Regions from separate parts of the Hordeum vulgare genome. Here region 2 is linked to region 1. A link is a contact called in public Hi-C data. All regions are on one chromosome and are shown on one strand. Each heading gives the region's core, a stretch centred on a gene start, on an enhancer-like site or on the middle of the called end of the contact. The rest is flanking DNA. Distances are from core to core; before and after follow the strand shown. Region 1 has its middle 17 kb from the start of LOC123442189. Region 2 has its middle 81 kb from the start of LOC123445539.

Region 1 (3,843 bases), core at 344-2,843:
GTTAAAAACATGATATTGTTAAATGACAAAAATATATAAAAAGCAATCTTTGATTACTAAAGTGTCGGTGCTTCGTAGGTAATCAATCGACTAAGGAGGTGTTTGTTTACATGGACTTTTTGATGTAGGGACTAAAAAAATTATTTTTAGTCTCATCTAAACCAAACATGAGGGACTTTTAGAGACTAAAAGTGAGTATTTCGGAGTAAAGAAAGAAGTCCCAAAGGGAGAGTGTTTTGGGGACTTTTTCAAACAGTGTACCTACTTTTAGCATGTCATTTAATAACTTATAGGGGGTGTTTCTTTCCAGGCACTTTTTGATGTAGGGACTAAAAAAAGTCCCTTTTAGTCCCATGGGAAAGAAACAGGTGGGACTTTTAGAGACTAAAATAGGGTAGTTGGGACTAAAGGAAGAAGTCCCTATGGGAGGGACTTTTTGGGACTTTTTTGACACTTTTTTCAACAGTGCCCCTACTTTTAGGATGTCATTTAATAACTTATAGTATATTACTAGAGATAACATGGTCTTTTGCATGTCATTTAATGACCTCTAGTCCATGTTTAGTCCTTGAAAAAAAACGGGTAGGGACTAGAGACTTTTTAGTTGGGACTAAAAAAAAGTCCTAGGACTTTTTAAAGAAACAGGACGATAGTCTATTAGTAGGGGTGACATGGTCTTTTAACATGTCATTTAATAACCTCTAGTCCATGTTTACTCTCTGAAACCAAACAGGTAGAGACTAAGGACTTCTTAGTTTGAACTAAAAAAAATCATAGGACTTTTCAAACAAACAGGGCCTAAGTCAACAACTAATGCAATCTGCTTGTGGGAATGGGAAATAATGTCAGATCGGGAACTTGTACAGTTACCGTGGATATGGATGAAATAATGAGTGTTCTTTTAAGGAAAGGCAATGGAAAAGATGTGCTCCTACTACAGTGCACATTATGAGGACAAGTAGAAGGATCATCTCCAATCAAATCTCATCTGATCTTACCTCCCCTCACTCTGCTCTTCTGGTGCATGCATTGCTCTGATCTTGGGCGATCTCTCCTGCTACTCCGTATCCTGATCCGATTTGATCGGTGTAAAGCCAACCAACCAAAAAAACAAGCCATGCTTACGCAGATGGACTCTGCACTGAAGCGGAGCAGATGCTCGTTGCTCGGCTTGACGATCCGGACGTGCCGTCGTCGGGTAACGAACACTGGTAGAAGGATCGGGTAGCTCTCGTCCTTGAATTCCTGCAGATCTGCGCGCCATTATAAAACCTTGGCCGCATGTGGCCGTGTGGGACGCATACATTTACTTTGACAACAAGCGCACGAGGATCTTGAAGACGACGCAGCGCGGAGCAGGATTCGCGTACGGGATGTCTCTATCTTTTCCTACTAGTAGCTTCCAAATGAAATGAGTCATGGTTGATCTGTGACCTACACCACCAATTAACTGATCGGCAGAGGCCGGGCGTGGACCAGATCGTTGGCTCACCAACACGATCTCGTACGGCCGATTTGAGAAAAGATTGTGGGATCGGCTCTAGACTCTAGGGCAGGACACAGTCGGTCTGGGTACAGTGCACCGTGCACGTGGGACAAGAGGAGGAAGAAGACCGTGGTGACATGACAGCTCGTCCGAGTATCCTGAGTAGGATCCGATCATTGGACTCGGGCGACCTTTGCGGCATGCATGCCTATGCCCAACGTACGAATCGCTTGCTTTCTCAACGAGGACAAAACCCTAAGGATAACTAGTAGGAGCAGCTCGGAGAAATAAAGGCTCGTCACATTGTTCCCATGCATACATGACGCGATAATGTTCTACTTCCCCGTTTCTAAATATAAGTCTTTTTAAAAATTTCACTAAAGACTATATACGAATGTATTTCCTCCGTTTTAAAATAAGTGGCTTTGTTTTAATATAAAATTTATACTAACTTAGCATTAAATTTACGTCACTTACCCACTTGACATGAGTGGTAAGTTATATCAAAACAAAACGTCACTTACTTTGAGACAGAGGGAGTATATAGACATACTTTAAAACGTAAATTTATTTATTTTACTTTGTATGTAGTCCCGTAATGAAATCTTTAAAAAAACTTATATTTAAAAAGGATGGAATATGTAAAAACAGCAATTTTCACTGGGGAGCAATTTGCTGTTGGACTTATTCTTTCTTACATAAAAAGGTCATGATGAATCAAAAGGGAGCAATTTTGCTAGTAGCCAAGAAGGTTTCACAACCTTTCCAAACAGATTTTTTTTTTGAAAGAAATTTCAAACGGATTTCCTATCCAGTACCGACGATCGGTGAGACTTTCATTGTACTACCACCGTTAGTTAGAAACTTACAATATGTGCATCTAGAGTATATTATTTTTAAAGTCAAACTGCAAACTGCAATATGGTCGCTTGCTCGGTCAACGGCTGGTCACCAAAGCATGATTCTTCCGGTTCCTCAAACCTGTCATGCACGTTTGGATTGACCGGCATCCTTCATATCCAGTTTAAATCTGTCTCAAATACACGAAGGCCTGAACGCGTTAGCCATACCAGACTGACGCATGGAACCTACACAGACACTTGTCATTACCTCGGCGATTTGGTAAGGATACCGCTCGAGCGTGCCAGTCGAAGGACTAAATCCGGCTATTGGAGTCTGACGAGGACCCCCAACCCTAGCCACAATCCCACCCACCCTCCTGCCTCCGCGCCACCACCCACCACATGCGCTTGTAGCTCGCCATTCGCTTATAGCTCTGGCTCGACAATGAATCATCATGTCGTGATGCTCATCCGGAGCGCCAATTGCAACACCTAGATAACTAGTAGTTGCATACGGACCCCCAACCCTAAGGATAACTAGTAGGAGCAACTTAAGGTATGAAGTCTGAGCTACGTAGTTGCATACGGTACTAATTCTACTGTGTGATGATCGGGGAGTGGGCGCGGTGCATGCGGCTGAGTGGGTTGCAACCCAAGCCGCCGCTAGAGAGACAATCTTCCAGCGCCACTCTCCAGCGGCTCCCCTTCACCAGCGACCTCGATCGTCTGTGCTGAGGGTAGTGGCCGGATCCACGCATCTCGATCGTTTTTAATCCTCGTAGTTTAGATTTTTAGGTTGTTCATCATCTTCGTTTCGACTACGATGATGACGGCGCAGAATAAAGATTCTTTGATCCTTTCCTCACCAGTTCATCGATCCTATTGTTGGGCATAGATTTCGAAACCAATCTTTTAAAGCAAGGATTGCGTGGCGGCGACGGCATCCTCGTGATGGACCCGTGTCCTAGGGCTTCGTCGTTGCAATGGTGTTTGCTCTAGTGTCGGCGGAAGCTTGTGTGGTAGTCCAGAAGTGGATGCTGATTGTGGTCTCCATCGATGGCATCTGGAAGACGGAACATGTGTTGGGTTCGTTGTTCATGGATGGTAGGTATGTTTCCCTCCTTCGACGTCTTAGTCATGGTGAGGTGTCAGATCTGGAATTCAATGGCGTGTCCGGGGTGTAGCACCGGACTGATTCATTCAACAGTAAGAGCAACTCCAATTGGGCGACCTAGTTCGCTTGCAAGTGTCCGTTTGGGTTGTTGCGGACACAAAACTCGGCCCAACGCGGCGACCCAAAGGGATGTGCATCCGTTTTTTGTCTACCCGGCATCCGCTTTTTGTCTGCCCGTGACCCATGCCAAGCCCAAATTTGGGCCACATTTGCATCGGCACGGACACATGATGAACGCGCGCGACTCCTGCCCTTCTCTTGCCCTGGCCCGCCAGTCGGTGGCACAGCGCCACCATCCCTCCCCCCCCCCCATTCTCCCCAAAACCTCCCGCCCACTTGTG
Region 2 (3,672 bases), core at 123-2,622, 140 kb before region 1:
CATCCTAGCGAGCAGCGCGGACCTACGAAAATGCGATTTAGACCGTACTTGAATCAAAGAACCAAGTTTTAGCATCAATTAGGCGTATTTTTTAAGTTCGTGTACCAAAGTAAACATCGATGTTAAGTTCATGCATCACTACTGTAATTACCTCAACAATAATCTCTGGTTAATATTCATGGTTCTTGTGAGTGTACCATAAGTGAAGGAAAGTTTAATACCATAATGCTATACTAGCAAGAGTGAGACTTTCCATAAATATTGCTCTATCACCTGTCGTTGGAAGCTTGAAAACAAGAGTTGTGCATGCGCTCTTCTTCTCCTCCGACATATGCTCCTTATTTTTATCATTCAAAAATGATTAATTAATTATTAATTATAGATTAATTAACGAGTCACTGAAGCGCGATTGTTCGAGATGTTGGATGATGGGTTGTTCGTGGATTCGGTCGTGGGCAATGACCCAGGCACATCTACCCGACGATCTATATAAGGAGGCGTCCACCATGGAGTGTAACCTAATTCTTTCACTTTCTCCTTTTCTCACAATCCTAGCCGTCATCTATTTTTTTTCAATGTGCTGCTTCCTACGGTCTCATCTTGACGACGCGTGCATGGTTGGTCATGAGAGTAGGTACCTCCGGAACCATGTCGTTCGAGATTCTTAGCGGAAATACGGCAACAAGGTTTTTAGGGAACGTCTCAACGTGATTGCTTTCGATGCGCCCCGTCTTCGTCCTGTTCTACTTTGGCTATTTTCCCTACTTTAACATCATGGTCAACCATATTCCAAAACACCGTATTCTCCTGAAGAATGGAGAAGAACCGATTGACCCCGCAATCGTTCTGGTATCGGCCGTACGAGATTCAGCTGGTGGAATCGGCGATCCGGTCCACCGCGGTTGTCCCGGTCGAATAAAAGCTCTAGTGCACAATGGTTCATTCCTCCGCTGTATTGACCAGGCTAGCAGCGTACGCCGCTGTACTTACGTCGTACCAGTAATTTCTTCCGGATAAACCATGGCGAATTTCAGGACGTGGTGGTGCGATTTATCGGCCACACATCAACCGTGGCTGGTTTGCAATTACAAGGAAGGCTTGCTACAAAAGACGGGGAGATCCCGTACGTAGTACGTGGTCCTGCCCAGCTCCATGCATCCATGTTCAAGATCCTCATGTTTGCTGTCAAAATATGCATCCCACACCACGCCACATTCGGCCAAAGTTTATCATGGCACGCAGGTTTGTGAGAATTTTTGTTATTTCTGCGGAAAAAGTTTGGAAAAATTGATCAACGAGAGCTACCACTCGTCCCATGCATCGATGCTTTTTCACCTTACATGAGAAGAAAAGACCAGACGACGAGGGCACCGTCCAGATCGTCTAACAGACATAACATCTCTTTCTCCTCCTCCGTTTCAGAGCAGAGATAAGATGGGTCTGTCGAACCGTCATGATCGCCAAGATTGCGATTCTCTTTGACGCATCGGTCCGTCCATCCATCGGATCGCGCTAGCTGCCGGCAAGACGTCGCTCGATCTCGATCGGTATGGTTGGTTTTCGAGTCCTTGTAATTGTTGTAAAGCAAAAGCAAAGAGTTCAAATGATTCCATTTCGTTCCATTGCAATGTAAAAGACTCATTTATATATAATTTAAAGTGGTGTGTTAGAAAGACACCTACACCTCCTGAAACCATTCCATACAATTGATCACATGCTTTATTTCATAAAGCTTCTTCTTGATCAATTCGTGATTTGTATATTGCAAATTAAAAACTCATTCAAAAACCCTGTAAGAAAATTCAGAAAAAACTTTATAGTAATATGTCATCGGAAACTCCTTTAAAACCGAGTGAAAAAATATAAAGAAAAACTAATATAACATACATCCGCACTTGTATTTATATTGTCTCGTTAAAAATCTTATATGAGAAACCATCCTGAAAAACTCATAAAGGGAAAAAGAGTATAATATGAGTGATCTAAAGATCACCAATGGATTATAACTTGGGATTTTACTCCCCTGAACTTTGCAAACATCAATGTCGTCTCATACCAATTCCACGAACGAGGTTCGAGAATATAAACATTGGTAGCGACATTGTAAATCTCACAATAATTTGTTTGCATATTATCCTCTTACATGTCTGTAATTAGCGAGGATAGATATAACTCATAAGCAATACAAGTGACATTATCTTGGTAGATAATGATAATTGATTCCAATGAATCTTCACATGATCTCACATGTGATCAGCCATTCTTCAAAGACATGTATATCATGTCATGCTTCAAAATAGTTATGGCAGAATTATCACAGAAAGGACCCATTTAGAGTCTATTAGGAAGGCTTCCCACAGAATACTCTTCCAGTAAATCCGGAATTTGATATGGCATTGTTGGGATCAAATTATCAGCCACTATCAGGATATCACACCATGGTCCCATCCTGACTTTCCCAATGGAATTAATCAAGATATTTTGTGTCTTGGACATATCTCAGGATATTCCTTACACCAATCTTACTTTTTATTGGCGATGCACTCTCAATAAATTGCCAACAAATATAGTGTCAGGTCTCACTTACTTTGCAATTTATATGAGCGCTCCGATGGTACTCGATACGAAACTTCATGTCCACTATCACTTTACCATCTCCTCTAGGTTTTAAATGGACTTGTGTCCCATGTCAGATATAATATGACCATTTTTGTGTTTGATAAGATATATCCATATTGATCTTTTTCAATATTTCTAGATATATGAAGACTTACACACATTTATTTCTGAGGGAATATGCTCAAGCTATAAACTTAACATCATTTGGTTTGACCCAAACATCCGTCTCAAAATGATTGTGTGTATTTAATATGTCTTGTATAGACAATGATGATAAGATCATCCACATCAATAATAAGATGTAAATTCAATTCATGATATCTTCATGAATACACATCAACAATCATCCATATTAAAGTAATCCTTGTCCAGAAATAACTCATTTAGTCGATTGTACCACACAACTCTGTGACCTACCTAATTCAGAGTCAAAGAATGACTTCTGAAGCTTCACACACATGTTGTGATTTATCATTGGATTTGGAATATTAAGCCCTTTCAATGGCTTCAATATATATATCCAAACTTAACGACACATGGCTTTTTACTGCCAATTCAGTATCAAATCAAAATTTCACTCATATCGAGAAGGTATGCAACATCATAATTGATATCGGGTCTCTACAGAAACCCTTGCGCTACAAGCATCGCTTTCTCGCCACCTCATCTATTTTCATTTTTGAACGAAAACTGACTTTTCCTCCTTATGGAAGGTACTTATGGGGAGTAGGTTTTAATATGGTAAACACCTCTCTTTTGATGAGTGAGTGCTACTCTTTTCAATTGTTTTTTTTATTTGAACCAATATAAATGTTAACAGCACACTCCATGGATTTTGGTTCAGGACACAAAAGGATTCAGCAATTCTCAAAAACCGTGGCTGATTTGCAATTGCAAGGAAGGCTTGCTACAAAAGACGGGGAAATCCCGTACGTAATACTTTACGTTGTCCTGGCCATCTCCATGCACCGATATTCAAGATCCTCGTGTTTGCTGTCAAAATATGCATCCCACACAACGCCACATTCGGCCAAAGTTTATCATGGCAAGCAG

The links. Hi-C and Micro-C count contacts between places; a contact is called where the count stands out from the background.
Region 2: a contact with region 1 is called in a Hi-C map of leaf, with 4 times the contacts expected there. The contact joins two enhancer-like sites. A contact is called at or near these places in 2 of 6 Hi-C or Micro-C datasets (leaf and seedling).

Annotation. Positions count from the first base shown.
Region 1 is chr3H:599,092,476-599,096,318 of MorexV3_pseudomolecules_assembly, reverse strand. No RefSeq gene overlaps it. Among protein-coding and RNA genes, the nearest start is that of LOC123442189, 17 kb to the right of the region's middle. Within about 2 kb of position 1,593, at least 3 of the 3 cell types and tissues checked have open chromatin away from gene starts, as enhancers often do. A contact at or near this core is called in leaf, where this site is marked.
Region 2 is chr3H:599,228,616-599,232,287 of MorexV3_pseudomolecules_assembly, reverse strand. No RefSeq gene overlaps it. Among protein-coding and RNA genes, the nearest start is that of LOC123445539, 81 kb to the right of the region's middle. Within about 2 kb of position 1,372, at least 1 of the 3 cell types and tissues checked has open chromatin away from gene starts, as enhancers often do. A contact at or near this core is called in leaf, where this site is marked.